3 separate regions of the Mus musculus genome follow, and all the other regions are linked to region 1. Evidence: chromatin contacts called from public HiChIP or PLAC-seq data. All regions are on one chromosome and are shown on one strand. Each heading gives the region's core, a stretch centred on a gene start, on an enhancer-like site or on the middle of the called end of the contact. The rest is flanking DNA. Distances are from core to core; before and after follow the strand shown.

Region 1 (3,285 bases), core at 440-2,939:
AGACTATGTCTACCCCATAAAAGGTATTCCAATTGTTTTCTACTGTAAATACCCGATGAAATAAGGTCCAATCAACCCGCACCTTTGATTTTAGATGAGCTACGTAAGTCTCCCCAACACTGTCTTTACGCAGTTATTCACCTTTACAGCACAAGAGCTCCGCAGAATGAAGACAAATATATTCAAAAATACACAAAGGTCTGAACACTCCTAGTCTTCCAACGACTGATCCTAAATTACCTCAAATAATTTTTAAATGAGTATGCAGAAACAAATTTTTTAAAACTGTTGTTTCCATACTGTTCCGTTTCTAAGCACACCTCGACTTTTATACGTGCAACAAATGCAACAAATATGGCCCCTCTTCATCGCCCATCAATGGCAGTCTTACTTCAGGATTTACACTAAGTAACTTAAAGAGCTCTGCTTTTAGAATATTTCTTAACTTTTACGGCCAAGGTTTCTAATAGTATACACTCTCTTTTAAACAAGATGAATTTTAACTTGTAAAGGGTCGGAACCGCCTCAAGTTAGATTTAACATTCAAGTGAGAAGTTGCTGATAACGGCTTTACCTACTCATTTAAAAAAGTATCAAACAGTACGGTTATGTTCAAGTATCAGGATGTCAAATGGTCTTAACGAAAGTTCTCGGTAAAAATAAGCTGTATTCATCAAACGCCATCATCTTGCACCATAATTATCAAATCTACTTCCTTTAAACTGCCTTGTTGCCGTCGTCATTTTTGAAATACTAGATGCACTCCTGTAACTTGCCTTTTCTAAAAGACAACAAACGTCACGGACGTTTAACAAGCTGAAAGGTACCTTTGCATCTAGAACACTAACAGCCGTTCTCAAAAGCAGCTTAGAAAGAGTTAAAAGCCAACACCCAACAGGGAGAAGGGGGGAAAAAGACAAGTTTTATTTTGGTTTAAGCGAAGTGAGAGGTTCCATTGTTCTTTTAGATCCGACCCCAAAGATGGGTTCCCACCTCACTGGAAAAGATTTTTAAAAGCCCATCAACGGAGGATTGTTGTTATTTCTCGCTAAGTATCGAAGTAACTCACCAGAGCAAGCAGGGGTTCCACGGCGCGGCCGCCGCCCTCTCCCCGCTGGCTCGGACCGCAGCGCGGCGCCCGGCTGGGTATGCAGCGGGAACGCGGTGGCCCGACCCCGTGCTCCCGTGGCATCGGCCCTCCGCGGCAGTGCCCGGGGCTGCGTGTGCAGAGCCAGCCGGCAGCCACCCGCCGCCCCTCCCGCCCGCGCTCAAGGACGTCGTGCTTTTCCTCCCAAGGACAAAGGACAATAAAGGGAGCAGGGGAGCTACTCACCGGGTCGAAGCGCGGCCCCTGCCGCCATCGGCTCGCTCTTCCTCGCGTGTCCAGGACGGGTCGCCCGCCGCAGCCTCCCGCCCGCGGCGCGAAGCCGCCTCCCGGCCGCGCGCGACACCAGCACCGCCGCTGCCGCAGCGGAGCCACGGGCGTCGTGGGCCCGGCCTCCCCGGGCGCTCCGGCCGCGAGCTCCCACATCGCGCGCGGCCGCCTCGCCCCAGCCGCGGCCTCCCCGCTCTCCCAGAGCCCTCCAGGACGCCGGGGTAGCGCTCCCAGCGCAGCGGCGAGCCCACGGGCCGCGGCAGACCGCCTGACAGCTGGGCTTGCTGCTGCCTCTCCGGCCATCTTGTGCCGTGTGTGGTGTCTCTCCCGTCTCCTCGCTCGGCTTTCCTCCCTCCTCCTCCTCCCCCCGCCCCACACACCACACAACATGGCCTCTTCGCTGCGGCGGGAGCTGCGGCGGCGGCTAGAGCTCCGCGGCGCTCCAGCTCGCTCCCCTCCCCCAACCTCCCGCCTGCAGCTCCGGGACCCCCAGTGCGCACGCGCGCCGACACCCGCCCGCGGCGGCCATTGGCTGGGCTAGCTTCCTGCCCTCGCTTCCCGGAGCGGCATCACGCACTTCGTTCGTACCTTCCTCCCGCCCCAACTGCATACTATTGGTCAGTTCTGAACCCACCGCTTCCATGTTCTCAGCACCAATAGGGCTTATTTAATGCCAATCATAGCCCGTGGGCGTTTCAGGAGAGAAGTCCTGACCTGCGATTGGCAGATAGTGAAACTCTGGGTTTGCGGGGAGAGACGTAACTTTCTGCTCCGCAGTGCGGACCCTCGAAGGTAGTTTGTGTACGGACGAGCCATTAAAAGCTAACCTTTCCTGTTTCTGACTTGAGATTTTTTTCGTCCACAAAGGAAGAGGAAGTGATAGAGCGAAAACGACATGATTGACAAGATAAGCAAAAACTGCAGAACCTTCCTTCTTGGGCAAGCGCCATAGCCTCAGGATTTTTTGCCCCTAAGGAACCAGACCACAGGCAGGTTATGACCAGCACATTCGCTAACCTAATATCTGACTTGATATACCACTTATTTGAGGTAATCTAGTAGCATGCCCAGTAGTCCTGAGGGCCTAACAAACCAGCCTCTTAATTCTGATTAGCTGGATCCCACATTTTAGGGCAGCGTTGTTGAAGTGGTAGTTTAAACATGTCTATCCAGCTTTCCCCCAGAGAATTACACAGTACAAGCTTCATTTCCTCTCAAAAACTCCACTCTTTTACATTTCTTCTTCCCACTTCTGCCTGGAAACAAGTTTAGGCAGAATACAAATGAATCTCTGAACCGTCTGTCCTCAAGTATCTAAGGAAGTTGTTCTCGCACAGAAGCGGAATGTGGAAATGTTTCTTTTGGCAAGGGGCTAGGGGAAAAGAAAATATGCTATTAGTTTCCATGAGGGAAAAACACTTTTAAGAAGGGGCTTGCTTGTTGAGATGAGAGGAACAGTTCTAAAATTCTCTTGAAACTTAGTTTGCTCCTGGGTTAAAAATCACATTACTTGATCATGGACCACAAAAGTCGTTCTAGTTCCCTTTTGGAGGGGTGTGGAATCAGGTCTCTTTAACATAGTGTTGGCTGTCCTGATGTTTTTTAACGTTAATTTGAGCGTGTGTATGTGTCTGTCTGTCTGTCCACATTAAGTGTCACAGCACTTAATGTACACAGGAGGTGAAAGGACACAGTATAGGAGTCGCTTCTCTCCTACATCAGGCTTGTCAGCATAGCACCTTTTACAGGTGAACCTCAGGTTGACCCTTCAAACCCTTGCTTAAAAAAAAAAAATTACACTGAGGCTGGAGAGACGGTTCAGTGATTAAGATCTCATGTACTGCTTCTCTTCCGGGAGACCTGAGCTCAGTTTCCAGCACCCACATAAGGTGACTGGAAACTAGCAGTAA
Region 2 (3,285 bases), core at 402-2,901, 78 kb before region 1:
AGCGTATGTATCAAAGTTCATTCTACTGAACTGGCCCATCATGCCCTTGCCTTCCTGTTCTTTCAACCCATAAATGTGGTAAGCCAGTAGGAAGCATCACTAGTTCAGCCTGAGGAGCTGACGGAAATCAGTGCATGCTTGCCCAGTGAGGAACAACAAAACCAGGCATCTTTTAGAATAGGAGAGTATCCTGGTCTCTTGTCAAGACAGGACAGGGCTGCTACAAAATTGTTTAACACAATTGGTTAAACTGGAAAGACACCCCCATATACAAAGTCCAAGTTATGCAAATATTAAAGCCATGCACAATGTACCTCAGACCCATCTGCATTGAAGTGATCCAGTGCCTGCTTTCGGATTTCCCCCTTGATAGAACCATCCAGGCGCTGTAAAAGGAAACCACAAGAAAAGTCTTGAGTGAGGAAGATCGGCCACACTCAGAATAGAACACCAAGCTTGCAACCTTCACCTCCCAGACTTCACTGAGTAAAAATAACTGGGAATGGCTGGCAAAGGGCTCTGAAGGTATGTGTAAACAGCATGGCTGCTGCGACCTCAGCTCTCCAGTTACAGACGCAAGGTCACAAGTTCCTAATTCAAAGGCTGACCCAAGGATCACAATGTCTACCAAAACCCACAAGGAAAGAGATGAAAACCCAGCCCGTGTGCTGAGGAGACAGTAACTCTAGTCACTTAGTAAGTGGCTCCTACTGAAAAACAATACATCTTAGGCATCATAGCTTTTTAACATTAAATGCTATAGAAACCAAACTACAGCACATTTGGAAACTACTGAAAACGTTCAAAATTAATTGACCATATATGGAGATTTTTCTAAAATTTACATCTAAAATCACTATAAACTATTCAAATAGTAAAACTGTATCATCAACTCAAGTCTCAGGCACTGACTCAAGCATATAATTTTTTATTAGTTATTTATTTTATTAGTTAGTTTATTACTTTGAGGTACAGGGCAATTACCAAATATATACACAAAGCAAATACTGAACTGTGTAATTAAAAGGCATGTCTCAGCATGTAGAACTACTTTCACATTTCATCCCTTAAAAATCATCCTTAAGATGAAACCTTGATTTTACAAAAGGTCAAGATGACTCAGGCAGAGTCTGCAAAGACCTATATCCCTGCAAGGCCATGAGAGGCACAGCCCCTTAAACCATAACAGGTACACACGTGGGAGCTATTGACCTTATAATAAATCTGCACAGAGACTGGAACCAAAGGCATTTGCAAAGGCAGGCTCACAACAGCATCTGAAGGAAGAAATCCCGCCTATAAAAGTCCACTGTACAGAAGCATCAAGTCACCTCTGCTGAGAAGTCACTACCACTTGTTTCAAGAACTCCTCCTGCTTGGCTCCCAGCCTCAAACCAAAGCCACACCCTACAGGGTTAAGATAAAACAACAAAGCTGCCTCTTTTCTTCTTAGAATCTGAGACTCTATTTCAGACTCACACTTCCTCCGACCTACTTTGACAATAGATAAAGACAGGTAGCACAGGTACTTTTCTCATGCCAAGTTTTCTTGTTGCTAATCTTTCCTTCTACATTGTCCTTAGTGCTACTGATCGTAGGGTTAGCAGGTAAAAAGCCTCTGGACCTGAGCTAAAGCTCAGATCTCACAGTGGAAAGAGAGAAATCAAGTCCTCATAGTTATCGTCTCATCTCCATTCGGGAACCATGGTACACACGCCTGTCCATGTGGCCTCATCCACTTATTCTCTCTAATAATAAAGTGTTGCCAGGCAGAGTGGCACATGCCTTTAATCCCAGAACTTGGAAGGCAAAGGCAAGTATGTGAGTTCAAGGCCACCTGGCCTACATAGTAAATTCCAGGACAGCCATGGCTGCACAGTGAAATCCTGTCTCAAAAAAACAAAACACAAACAACAACAACAAAGTGTTTTTTTAAAACGTATGACCTTCACATGGTCATTATCATCAGAGTAATCTAAAGGCAAGAAGAAAAGCAGGTCTGCCTGCAGCTTTAATGTTAGACTCTGGGGGGAAGAGAGTCACTGAGCCATCTTACCTGGAAAGGATAGTGTTTGATAGTCAGGTACTCGGCCAGGATATCCAACATCCTCACCATCTGAGAGAAGATAAGGACTCTGTTTCCCCTTTCTCGGAGTCTTGTCAACAGTTTGTCTAACAGGATCAGCTTCCCACTGCTCCTAATTAGAGACTGAAGATTCAGAAGACATCTCACTCGTTATGTTCAAACACAGTGCTCTTTAAACGCGGCACCCACGCTACTATGTACTTCCAGCATTGTTACTGAGTTTCCTCATCATGCTTGCTCCTTTGGAGACAAGGTCTCACTATGTAGCTCATGTGAGCCTTGAACAAGCTGTTCTCAAACTTAAGTCGCTTCTGCCTCCAGCACATATCCAAACACCCCTGTCATATCCAAGGGCTCTCTCAATTCCACGCCACTACTGACGTCTGGCTTTCCTTGTGTTTTTGAAAGCTTCCTTTGATACTCCTTGAAGGATAATCAAGGAAGAGAAGGAATACTTATACTTCAAATAAAACTCTAAAACAGCCCTGACTCACTCCAGAGGGCGAGTGCGAGCAAGAGGAGGTGCTCACCTGAAGGACCTCCTGGCCGCTCTCCCTCTCGCTGTCCTCGGGAGCTTTGATCAGATAACAGTGGTTGCAGCACTTTTTCAGCTCCATCACGATATTAAGGAAGCCAGATGTGCTGCCTCTGGTCCCTTTGGCAAGAGCCTTGTAATTCCTGGTCAGGATCCATCTGCAATGGGAAACATTCATTCAAGTAAGCAGGGCTTACGGCGCTGTAGGAAAGCAAAGTGAAAAGACAGATTTTTACTTTCTGTCTCCTGTAACCTAAACATGATCCTTCACATCTGCAGGCAGGCGTAAAAAGGTCAATGATTGAACCAAGTACGTCAACCTCACTGATCACAGGAAATCTAAAAGACAATTCTAGAAGGCTAAAGACACACTCGTGTGTGTGTGTGTGTGTGTGTGTGTGTGTGTGTTTAAAAAATCCTTTGAGAAAGCCCAAGTGAGCAGAGAACGGGCTAAATACACTACCTATCCACATTCAAATGGAATAGTCAGTATCCCAGGTAAGGGTGCCTGCATGGAGCACAACCATGATTCTGTCCTTTATCCCAGCACTCAGGAGGCTGAGTCTAGAGGAGTATTAAGGACAAGCCAAGGGAGAGACTATACAGTGAGATTCTGTCAAAGGGATGTGGAGAGAAGTGGAAGACAGACAGAAGGGTATCAACA
Region 3 (3,285 bases), core at 529-3,028, 80 kb after region 1:
TTCAGGACATTCAGGGCTACACAGAGCAACCCTGTCTCAGCCCCACCCTCCAAACAATTCTTTGACCATATAATTCTCAGATTGCCTTAATATCCTTGTTTCCAGAAATAAAATCTGCTTTAAAACAGCTTTGAATGGATCGCAGCCAAGATACAAACCCTGCAGATGTGTCAGACAGCTGCCTATTTTGAGGATACTGTCAAACTTGCACCAACGGGGGCCATCATCAGTAAACTACAGCACCAGAAACCCATGGGGGGGCCTCGTGATGCTTCCGGAAGCTGAGCACTAGGATTGATGTTAGAATGGCAAGCTGCTTTTGTTGCGACTATGACTCTAAATCATGTATCATCCTTTTTATGAAGGCCAGAAGCGGATTGATGGGACTTGGGCATACAGAAGCAGTGATCTAAGCACAGGGCATCTCCCTCCATCACAGCACATCTCCCTCCATCTTCCCTGCCCATCCCCAGCACAAGCCAGAGGGCTCAGAAGAGCATAAGTCACCTACTTGGATGTTCCAAGAGTGTGCCCCAGGTCAGAGCAACAGCTAAGGCTTCTCCCCTTTGCTTTCTTCCAGGTTGTATTTCCATAGCAGGACAAGGGTGGCCTGAACTGTGTCTTAGCAAGGGTTTTACTGCTGTGAACAGACACCAGGACCAAGGCAACTGTGAAAAGGACTACATTTAATTGGGGCTGGCTTACAGGTTCAGAGGTTCAGTCCATTATCATCAAGGCAGGAACATGGCCGGATCCAGGCAGACTGGTACAGGAAGAGCTGAGAGTTCTACATCTTCCTCTGAAGGTTGCTGGCAGACTACTCCCTTCCAGGTAGCTAGGATGAAGGTCTTATAGCCCACACCCACAGTGGCACACCTACTCCAACAAGGCCACACCTCCTAATAGTGCCACTCCCTGGGCCGAGCATATACAAACCACTACAACCTCTAAGAGAGCCCATGCAATGGGATTCTATGAAGGCAGGGGAGATCATAATGTGTTTGAGTGTGGGTGGGCCAGATAGAGCCATGAAATTCAGGAGTTCAGGGGTCATGAGAGCCATTAGGGAGCTTGTCTTTCAGTAGCCAGTCCTGGGCTTCCAAGACTGAGTCACTTTTCACTGACCTTTGACAGACACAGGAAGTCTATTCTTTTCACCAGCTATGTGGGTAACATGAAACTCAGTGTCATCTTTCAAACAACTTAAATATTTCATAACTGGCCCCGGGCAGGAGGATCTATGAGAGGTGATTCTGAATCCCTGTCTTTTGTCCAGCAGAGCGACTCTACGCCATGCAAACTTGTGTTTTTTTCCAGGTGAATGTGAGGCTATCTATATTGGGCTACTTTTTCTTTTCTATTGAGCTAGAAGGGGAAGCTGTGGCGTCTACTCCTATTTGTCTTTGAAGAGGAGGTAAGGATAAGGAGGAGAGGCTGCCCGTCTTTAATTGGAGCATGGCAGGTGGTTTTCAAGAGCAAATGGCACCCTTTCCTTGAATGGCACCAGGCACACAATTCATGGGCTTGCCAGGTTTGATGGAAGGATATGCAAATCTGACTCAATTCACAGCCTCACTTAACAGTTCAGTTGTAATTGCATCTAATTGAGGCTTATTCATAAATGTCATTGATGTAAAAAAAACTGCGTTGATGTAGAGGAGTCCACCTCAAAGAAGGATGATTACTTCACAGCGGAAACCCCACTGAAGAACATCACTGTTGCTAAGACAACCGAGAGTGAAGCTGGTTGCCCACGGTTACCCATGTACCAAATGTCATTGGTGGATGAGTGTTAGCTTTGAATGGGCCTCAGGAGCACAATGAGGAAGGGCAATGGGAACTGCCTAAGTGAGTGTGAAGAGACATGTCCTTGCACCCTCCCCTCCCCTCAGGCATTTCAGAGCCCCCCCCCCCCCCCCCACTTCCCAGCCTTTGTCAACTCACTGAAGAATCTGTCTCATTAAAGGCCCATTTGGTCAGAACCTAAAGGTCCTCAAACAGCGCTTCCTTCAAAAGTCATTTTTTGGGGGTGGAGCAGGGTAGGTTCTTTCTCTTTAAAAATTTGTTAAGGGGCTGGAGAGATGGCTGATTCAGTAGCAGAGAGTGCATACCTGCTCTTCCTGAAGAGCTAAATTCAGTTCTCAGTACCTGGGTTGGAGAGCTTATAACCACTTGTAAATTCAGTTCTAAGGAATCCAACACCCTCTTCTGGCCTCCTGGGGCATCGGCACACACATAACATTCACATTCATGCACACACATGGAAATATGTATATATGTGTGTGTATTTATATATGTGTATGTGTATACACACATATACAAATACATATATATGTATATCTTTATATGTGAAAAATATATATTTAGACAGGCTTTCTCTGTATAGCCCTGGTTATCCTGGAACTAGCTCTGTAGATCAAGCTAGCTGTGAATTCAGAGATCTGCCTGCCTCTCTCTTCTGAATGCTGGGATTAAAAGTGTTCACTGCACCCAACTATGTAGAAATAATTAAAAAGGGCTGGAGAGATGGCTCAGTGGTTAAGAGCACCGACTGCTCTTCCAAAGGTCCTGAGTTCAAATCCCAGCAGCCACGTGGTGGCTCACAACCATCCGTAATGAGATCTGACATCCTCTTCTGGTGCAACTGAAGACAGCTCATAAATATCTTTGTCAGGTGTGGTGGTGCACGCCTTTAATCCCAGCACTCAGGAGGCAGAGGCAGGTGGATCTCTGAGTTTGAGGCCAGCCTGGTCTACAGAGTGAGTTCCAGGAGAGCCAGGGCTATACAGAGAAACCCTGTCTCAAAAACAAAAACAAAAACAAAAACAAACAACAAAAAAAGAAATAATTAAAACTTTTTTTTTTTTTTTGGTATGTGAGTGAACTATCTGTGTAATATGTAGGCTTCAAGATGTAGAATTTCTGGGCTGATTTGTGTAGATTTGTAATTCTAACTTGCTTTCCACAGATTCTGTACTGATCTGCATTATCAGGAGCAGAGTACGTGAGAATTCTGCATGGTTTAAAGGCTGCAATCTCCTTGATGCGCTTTGTCCCACGGGGGAACGTACATATTTCAGTTTCTCCAAATGCTGTGAAGATTGCCCGTTACTGCCTTCTTTCTCTGCTTCTAGAAAAAGCTCCAAAGAGACCTGAGCAGTTTTCAACAATCTATCCACCACTTCCAGTGCCCTCCAGATAGGAAAAAGGCATTATCTCTCTGTGCTCACAGATGGACCTGAGCCCTGGGCGTATGCCTTGGATGTTTTTCAAGAATACTCAGGG

The links. HiChIP or PLAC-seq counts read pairs in DNA pulled down with a chosen protein or histone mark.
Region 2: an H3K27ac HiChIP or PLAC-seq map of embryonic stem cells shows a contact between it and region 1, with 7 read pairs. The contact joins the enhancer-like site here to the promoter of Chaserr in region 1. A contact is called at or near these places in 2 of 484 Hi-C or Micro-C datasets (CD4 T cells and nephron progenitors), 3 of 115 datasets of contacts at active chromatin or transcription factors (the SCID.adh cell line and embryonic stem cells) and 3 of 9 other capture datasets (adipose tissue, liver and pancreatic islet).
Region 3: an H3K4me3 HiChIP or PLAC-seq map of embryonic basal ganglia shows a contact between it and region 1, with 2.0 times the contacts expected there. The contact joins the enhancer-like site here to the promoter of Chaserr in region 1. A contact is called at or near these places in 4 of 39 promoter capture datasets (embryonic stem cells, hematopoietic stem and progenitor cells, neural stem cells and 1 more), 3 of 15 datasets of contacts at CTCF or cohesin (CD8 T cells, the NIH/3T3 cell line and embryonic stem cells), 37 of 484 Hi-C or Micro-C datasets (CD4 T cells, CD8 T cells, the CH12 cell line and 23 more), 38 of 115 datasets of contacts at active chromatin or transcription factors (CD8 T cells, DN3 thymocytes, the HPC-7 cell line and 24 more) and 6 of 9 other capture datasets (adipose tissue, embryonic stem cells, embryonic tail and 3 more).

The regions. Positions count from the first base shown.
Region 1 is chr7:73,556,706-73,559,990 of GRCm38.p6, forward strand. Chaserr (CHD2 adjacent suppressive regulatory RNA) reads right to left here and starts at 1,690. Exons shown (of 5, transcript NR_037569.1): 1 at 1,334-1,690. RefSeq lists a cis regulatory region at 1,172-2,261.
Region 2 is chr7:73,478,345-73,481,629 of GRCm38.p6, forward strand. Chd2 (chromodomain helicase DNA binding protein 2) reads right to left here. Exons shown (of 39, transcript NM_001081345.2): 18 at 2,617-2,779; 19 at 2,057-2,209; 20 at 315-386. Among named protein-coding and RNA genes, the nearest start is that of Chd2, 62 kb to the right of the region's middle. Within about 2 kb of position 1,652, at least 31 of the 459 cell types and tissues checked have an H3K27ac peak or open chromatin away from gene starts, as enhancers often do.
Region 3 is chr7:73,636,178-73,639,462 of GRCm38.p6, forward strand. No RefSeq gene overlaps it. Among named protein-coding and RNA genes, the nearest start is that of Gm26176, 8.3 kb to the right of the region's middle. Within about 2 kb of position 1,779, at least 48 of the 459 cell types and tissues checked have an H3K27ac peak or open chromatin away from gene starts, as enhancers often do. A contact at or near this core is called in embryonic basal ganglia, embryonic cerebral cortex, lateral ganglionic eminence and 2 more, where this site is marked.